Regions from separate parts of the Mus musculus genome. Here region 2 is linked to region 1. Evidence: chromatin contacts called from public promoter capture Hi-C data. All regions are on one chromosome and are shown on one strand. The core of a region is the stretch at or near the end of the contact, and the rest is flanking DNA. Distances in the headings are between cores, read along the strand shown.

Region 1 (2,700 bases), core at 6-2,505:
CGAAGGTCTGAAGTTCAAATCCCAGCAACCACATGGTGGCTCACAACCACCCGTAATGAGATCTGATGCCCTCTTCTGGTGTATCTGAAGACAACTACAGTGTACTTACATATAATAAATAAATAAATCTTTAAAAAAATTGTCTTTCCAAAAATGTTATCTTCTAAGGAACACTGAAGCTTTACCGGTAACAAGTTGGTCGTTCAGAATGGAACTGAAATTGTTAGGCTTACATTGATAAATAAACTAGACTTCATTTAGAGCGAACAAGTTCAGGATCCTGTTAAAACATAAATATTCCAGCCAGGGAGAGGGAGTTTTAATTTTTTTTTTAAGTGCGTCCATGCTTAGATTTATTTATTTATTTATTTTATGTATGTGAGTATACTGTAGCTGTCTTCAGACACACCAGAAGAGGGCATCAGATCCCATTACAGACAGTTGTGAGCCACCATGTAGTTGCTGGGAATTGAACTCGGGACCTCTGGAAGAGCAGTCAGTGCTCTTAACCACTGAGCCATCTCTCCAGCCCAGGAGTTTAGTCTTAACCAGTTTTATTCAACAAGTGTTTTATTTTAAAAGCCACTGTTCTGTGTCCATGGTTACAGTCACCCCTCCACAATCTCTCCATGTTCAATGCCTGCTTGGTGAACCCCCACTTTGCCCTGGCCCCTGTTTGGATGTTTGCCAGGACATCAGAGGATAGGGACAAAGCTCTGTTCTGGACTTGCAGGGTTTTAGTTTTAAAAGACCAATAAGCATTGGTCTTAGTGATTGTGAACGATTCTTAGTATTGTGAAACGCTTTTAGAACATGATCAATGTGTCAGAAAGCCACAGATGAGGAGTGGAAGAGGAGGGAGGCTGCTTCAGGAGTTCTGGGGTCCTGCAAACACCCGAACACGTAGCAGAACCTACACAAGACCCCTGGCAGGCAAACACCTGGTGTGGGAGGTGGGGACAGCAAGGGGCAGTGGTCCTCGGCACAGAGTTAGGAAGTAAGAAAGCCCTGAGCAAGGAGTGAAGTGAGCAGGCAGCCTGGGCAGCCACTGGCAGTGGCCTTCGGCATCCTCCTAGTGATTGTCACTAGGATGCACAGCTAGGATGAGAGCTAGAAGCTGACACGTCTAGGGGGCTGCATACGTAAAAGTGCTGGCTAACTTGTTTCATCATTAACCTCTCATAACCTCTACTCCACTCTCATGGCTGTGAAACTTGGATGCCGGGTGGTTAACCTCTATTAACATGGCAGGGAACTCAGGGTATCGACCAGGATCAAATGTGAAAGAATCTGGCTTGGAAACCTGTTACTTTGTAACTAGTGTAAAAGGTAGACTTGGCCAGTCATCCATGTCTGGTTTAGATGAGAGTCTTTCCTCAGGGCTTCGTCGAACTGTGGGAGAATTTTCATCTCCTTCTGGTCTTAATTGTCTCCCTAAAGACTAATATTTTAAGTGTGTTTTTACAATGTTCATATTTGAATTTTGCTTTGACTACAAAACAGACACACTAGGCACCCTTTATAAAGAGTACACTAAAGAGAGAGAGATTGTAAAGTTTTGATTATTTAATGTAGGATGGCAAGAAATCAGAATGGAGCCAAAGGTATTTGAGGTTTTAAAGCCCTTGAACTTGACAGAAACTTTGTGGCTCAGTGCTTCCCCAATAGAGACCTGCTTCCTCCTGCCCACAGGGTGGCCACTTTGACCTGGCAGACCGGATGTTCCACAGTGTCCGTGAGGCCTGGTACTCAGCATCAAAGCACAACATGGCGGATGTGAAGGAACTTATCCCAGAATTCTTTTACTTACCAGAATTCCTGTTCAATTCTAACAACTTTGATCTAGGTACGTAGAAGTGGGACTTCTTAGGAATGTTGGTAGAGGGAGGCCTGTCACTGTTCACAGCGCTGTGATCCACCCTGCTTTACTGACTCCCCTTGAGTGTGCGTGTAAAATGATCTCGTGCCTCCAAAGAGCGAGTTCAGCTGAGTGTCTGTGGGAGATGTAACAGTGATGAGGGCATCGTTCAGTAGTGTGGGTCATGTCGTTTTTGTGAAAACCTATTCATGGTCAAGAGTGGTGTATAATATCTCATGTGTCATTTCAATCTGGAATGTTACCCGAGGCAATATCCCTTTATATGCTCTTGCTTTATAAAACTAGAAGTCCAAAACAGTTTAAATTGCGTTTCTTTAATCTGTGAGTGTCCTATTTTGCAGGGGTTGGGGGAAGTGCTAAATCAGCCAGTCTTGATGGGACTATTTCATGCACCGTGTTTCTTCCGTGACCTGGCAGGCAGAGGAAGGGTGCTTGGCTCCCCGTAAGGTTTCCTAGATCTCGGTTTGCTGATCCATGCTTCTGAGGACATTGTTGAAATCATCAAAATCCCACTGTTTCTGCTTAGGAATATTTCAACCAGATACCCTTCTGTTTTCCTTCCTTAAAAGCCTGTGTGTGTTTATCCGTCACATCTCAATCCCAGTACTTAGGAGATGGGGGGAGGGGCTGCAGAACATGGAAAACCAAGGGTTTGTCTGCACTGCACTGCCTGCAAGGTCTGTACAGTGGCTGCTAGTTCTGGAAATACCTTATGACATCCGTACTCCTTAAAGGGCAGTATTTCTCAAGAGGCCTACAGATTACTTCTTGTTCAGTGAGGCTGGACAGACGTCTCAGTGGTTAAGAGTTAAGACCATCTT
Region 2 (2,700 bases), core at 16-2,515, 120 kb before region 1:
GGCCAGCCTGGTGTACAGAGTGAGTTCCAGGACAGCCAGGGCTATATATAAAAACCCCATCTCGAAGCCCCCCTCCCAGAAAAAAAGAATGTATACCCAGTAGACTAGTACTCAGCCGTCCTGAGCCATAGAGAATACAGAAGAATACAGAAACCCTTTCTTTAATTTGCAATTGATATGGATCAACCTTGAATACCTTATGTTAAGTGTGAATTAAGGAGGCTTTGCAAATATAGATACTAGATGTTCTCAGTTATGTGACAACTCAGCCTAGTCAGTCACCAGAGGTGGGGGTATGTGTGTGTGTGGGGGGGGGGGTAAGTAGAGGAGCTGTGGATCAAGGGTACAAAGTTCTAGACATCTACTCCACAGCAGTATGACACAAGTGGGAACACTCAATTGAATGATCAGCATTTGCTAAATGGATAGATGGACAGGATCCTCACCATGCATGACCCCACCCCCACTCCTTTTTTACAAGATTAATTAATTTTTTTGTGCTCTCCTGTGTGATTTTTAAGTGCAGCACATGTGTGCAGGTGCCTACAGAGGCCAGAGGAGGCCATGAGATGCCTTGGCACTGAGGTTGCAGATGCTTGTGAGTGGCCCAGTGTGCATGCCTACTGATCACTTTCACGTTTACTTCTGACCTGGAGGTTTTCAGGGCCATAACATACTGGCACATCAGTAGGCCTTTTGGATGTATATGCTGAAACCGTTTTACTAACATTGGGCAGGCTTAAGTTATACTTTTATGAGTTTATTGGACATCCCTAAACTGGGCTCATTTTTCTTTGTTACTTTGTAGGTAAGTATTTTCAGCCTTTTGCCTGCCTCCAAGAGCTCTTTGTTGCAGTGGGGCCCTTGACTATAATACTGATTGTGCTTTGCACAGTAGGGACTCCACACACACGCAGAACAACCCAAGGCAGAGCTGGGGCACATAGAGTGCCAAGTGCAAGCCTGTGGCCAGACACAGTTCTCTAGGGCACGGTGCTTCAGATCCTTGTTCTCAAAGTTTTAAGAAACCAGCAAGTGTCACATAGTAGGTAAATCCCTGCTCAGACACAGCCTTTCTTTTCCTGAGGGGTAGCATACAGGTTCATGTAACGGCAGCCATAGTAAAAGCAGGCACGGCTACTTGCTTGCAGACTAAAAAGAAACTTAGTTTCACCCAGATTGTCCTGATCCATCATGTTCTTCCAGCCTTCCTGACTTCCTTTGTTAGATTTCCTGGCTTTGTGTCTGAGATCAGCTAATTCCCGGCACAGTTGGAAATAACCGAATGGCTGTTGATGCTTTTTGAAATTATGATTGAGTCCACAGACTCTTGCACTCAGTGGTTAGTTATTGCCTTGGGTCCAGTGAGGGATGCATGTTACATAACTGCACAGTGCGCATGCATGCATCCTTACCTAAAATACACATCATCGCAGAGTGGCCACCCTTACCACACGCACCAGTGGCTTCTTTGCTATTTCTTTAAAATGTCTATGACTGTGATGAGTTAATGGGACTTAACAAAGGTTTCCAACCACAGTTTAAGAAAGTGGTCTTTAGTTGTATGATCAATCTTTTCACATTTATGACGTGTAAGGGGATATCATCCCACTTGATTCGTGTGTTTTCAGACTAACAGATGGTTCATCACATGCACAGAGTCCTTCGCAACAAGACAATTTCAAGTTGAAACTAGAAGGCTTGTGGGGTTTGATTGTAGGTGTGGGAGGTCAGGATTCACTTCCTGGCTGTGTTCCTTCTGCATGTACTCAACTGTTGAGCCACACGGGGTAGCAAGGTTTCTGATCCCCTTAGGATTCGCACTGGATATTAAATGACTGGGGAAGCAGATTTTACTTGCCCCATTGTATTGTATATAACTTTTGTGGGAACCAGTATGGAGTTGAGGTTGCGTGGTTCATAGGGTTGTTCTGGGGGCTCATCAACCCTGCCTCTCTGCGTCTAAAGAAGCGGCAGATTGTTGGCCCGTCATAGGACTATTTAAAGTTCTCACATGCTGGCTTAGTCGAGGCAAAGGCGGGGACATGTTGACTCTTCACGTCTTGACATTTTCCTTACAGAAACAGCAGTGTGTTTCACCCACCAGCCAAGATGAACATGGTGAAGAGGATCATGGGGCGGCCTCGGCAGGAGGAGTGCAGCCCGCAAGACAACGCCTTAGGCCTGATGCACCTCCGCCGGCTCTTCACCGAGCTGTGCCACCCTCCGAGGCACATGACCCAGAAGGAGCAGGAGGAGAAGCTATACATGATGCTGCCAGTGTTTAACAGGGTAAGTCTGGCTTGCCACAGCATTCCTTCCAGGAGGCCACTGCTGGCGATAACATGGGACCTGTTTTCTTTCTGGGTTTGCAGTAAGTCAGATGTTGAGCACGCATCTGTAGTCATGGCACCAGGGAGAGACTGAGAAGATGGTGGAGGGGCGGGGCTCACGGTCAGCCTGCGCTACAGAGTGAGAGCCACGGCTCCAAAGTGTTTGTTTTCCTTTCCATTTCTGTAGTGAGAGAGGCTGACTCTTCAGCCCTGACACTGGGTTTTAGAAGAGGCAAGATTGTCGGTTGTCCTGTGTTACTCTGTTGCGCAATTGCAAAGCCCTTAGTAATCTTTGAAGTTGTCACAGGTGGCATGGCAGTGCCGCCTTTAACCTTGGCACTCAGAAGGCAGGTAGAACTGGGCTAGC

The links. Capture Hi-C pulls out chosen DNA fragments and counts their contacts.
Region 2: a contact with region 1 is called in a promoter capture Hi-C map of liver. The contact joins two enhancer-like sites. A contact is called at or near these places in 2 of 115 datasets of contacts at active chromatin or transcription factors (embryonic stem cells and microglia) and 4 of 9 other capture datasets (adipose tissue, embryonic stem cells, liver and 1 more).

What each region holds. Positions count from the first base shown.
Region 1 is chr5:101,857,611-101,860,310 of GRCm38.p6, reverse strand. Wdfy3 (WD repeat and FYVE domain containing 3) reads left to right here. Exons shown (of 67, transcript NM_172882.3): 55 at 1,693-1,846. Among named protein-coding and RNA genes, the nearest start is that of Gm20548, 33 kb to the right of the region's middle. Within about 2 kb of position 1,255, at least 4 of the 459 cell types and tissues checked have an H3K27ac peak or open chromatin away from gene starts, as enhancers often do. A contact at or near this core is called in liver, where this site is marked.
Region 2 is chr5:101,980,971-101,983,670 of GRCm38.p6, reverse strand. It overlaps Wdfy3 (WD repeat and FYVE domain containing 3), which reads left to right. Exons shown (of 67, transcript NM_172882.3): 4 at 2,082-2,292. The coding sequence starts at 2,113. Among named protein-coding and RNA genes, the nearest start is that of Gm42135, 35 kb to the right of the region's middle. Within about 2 kb of position 1,265, at least 20 of the 459 cell types and tissues checked have an H3K27ac peak or open chromatin away from gene starts, as enhancers often do. A contact at or near this core is called in liver, where this site is marked.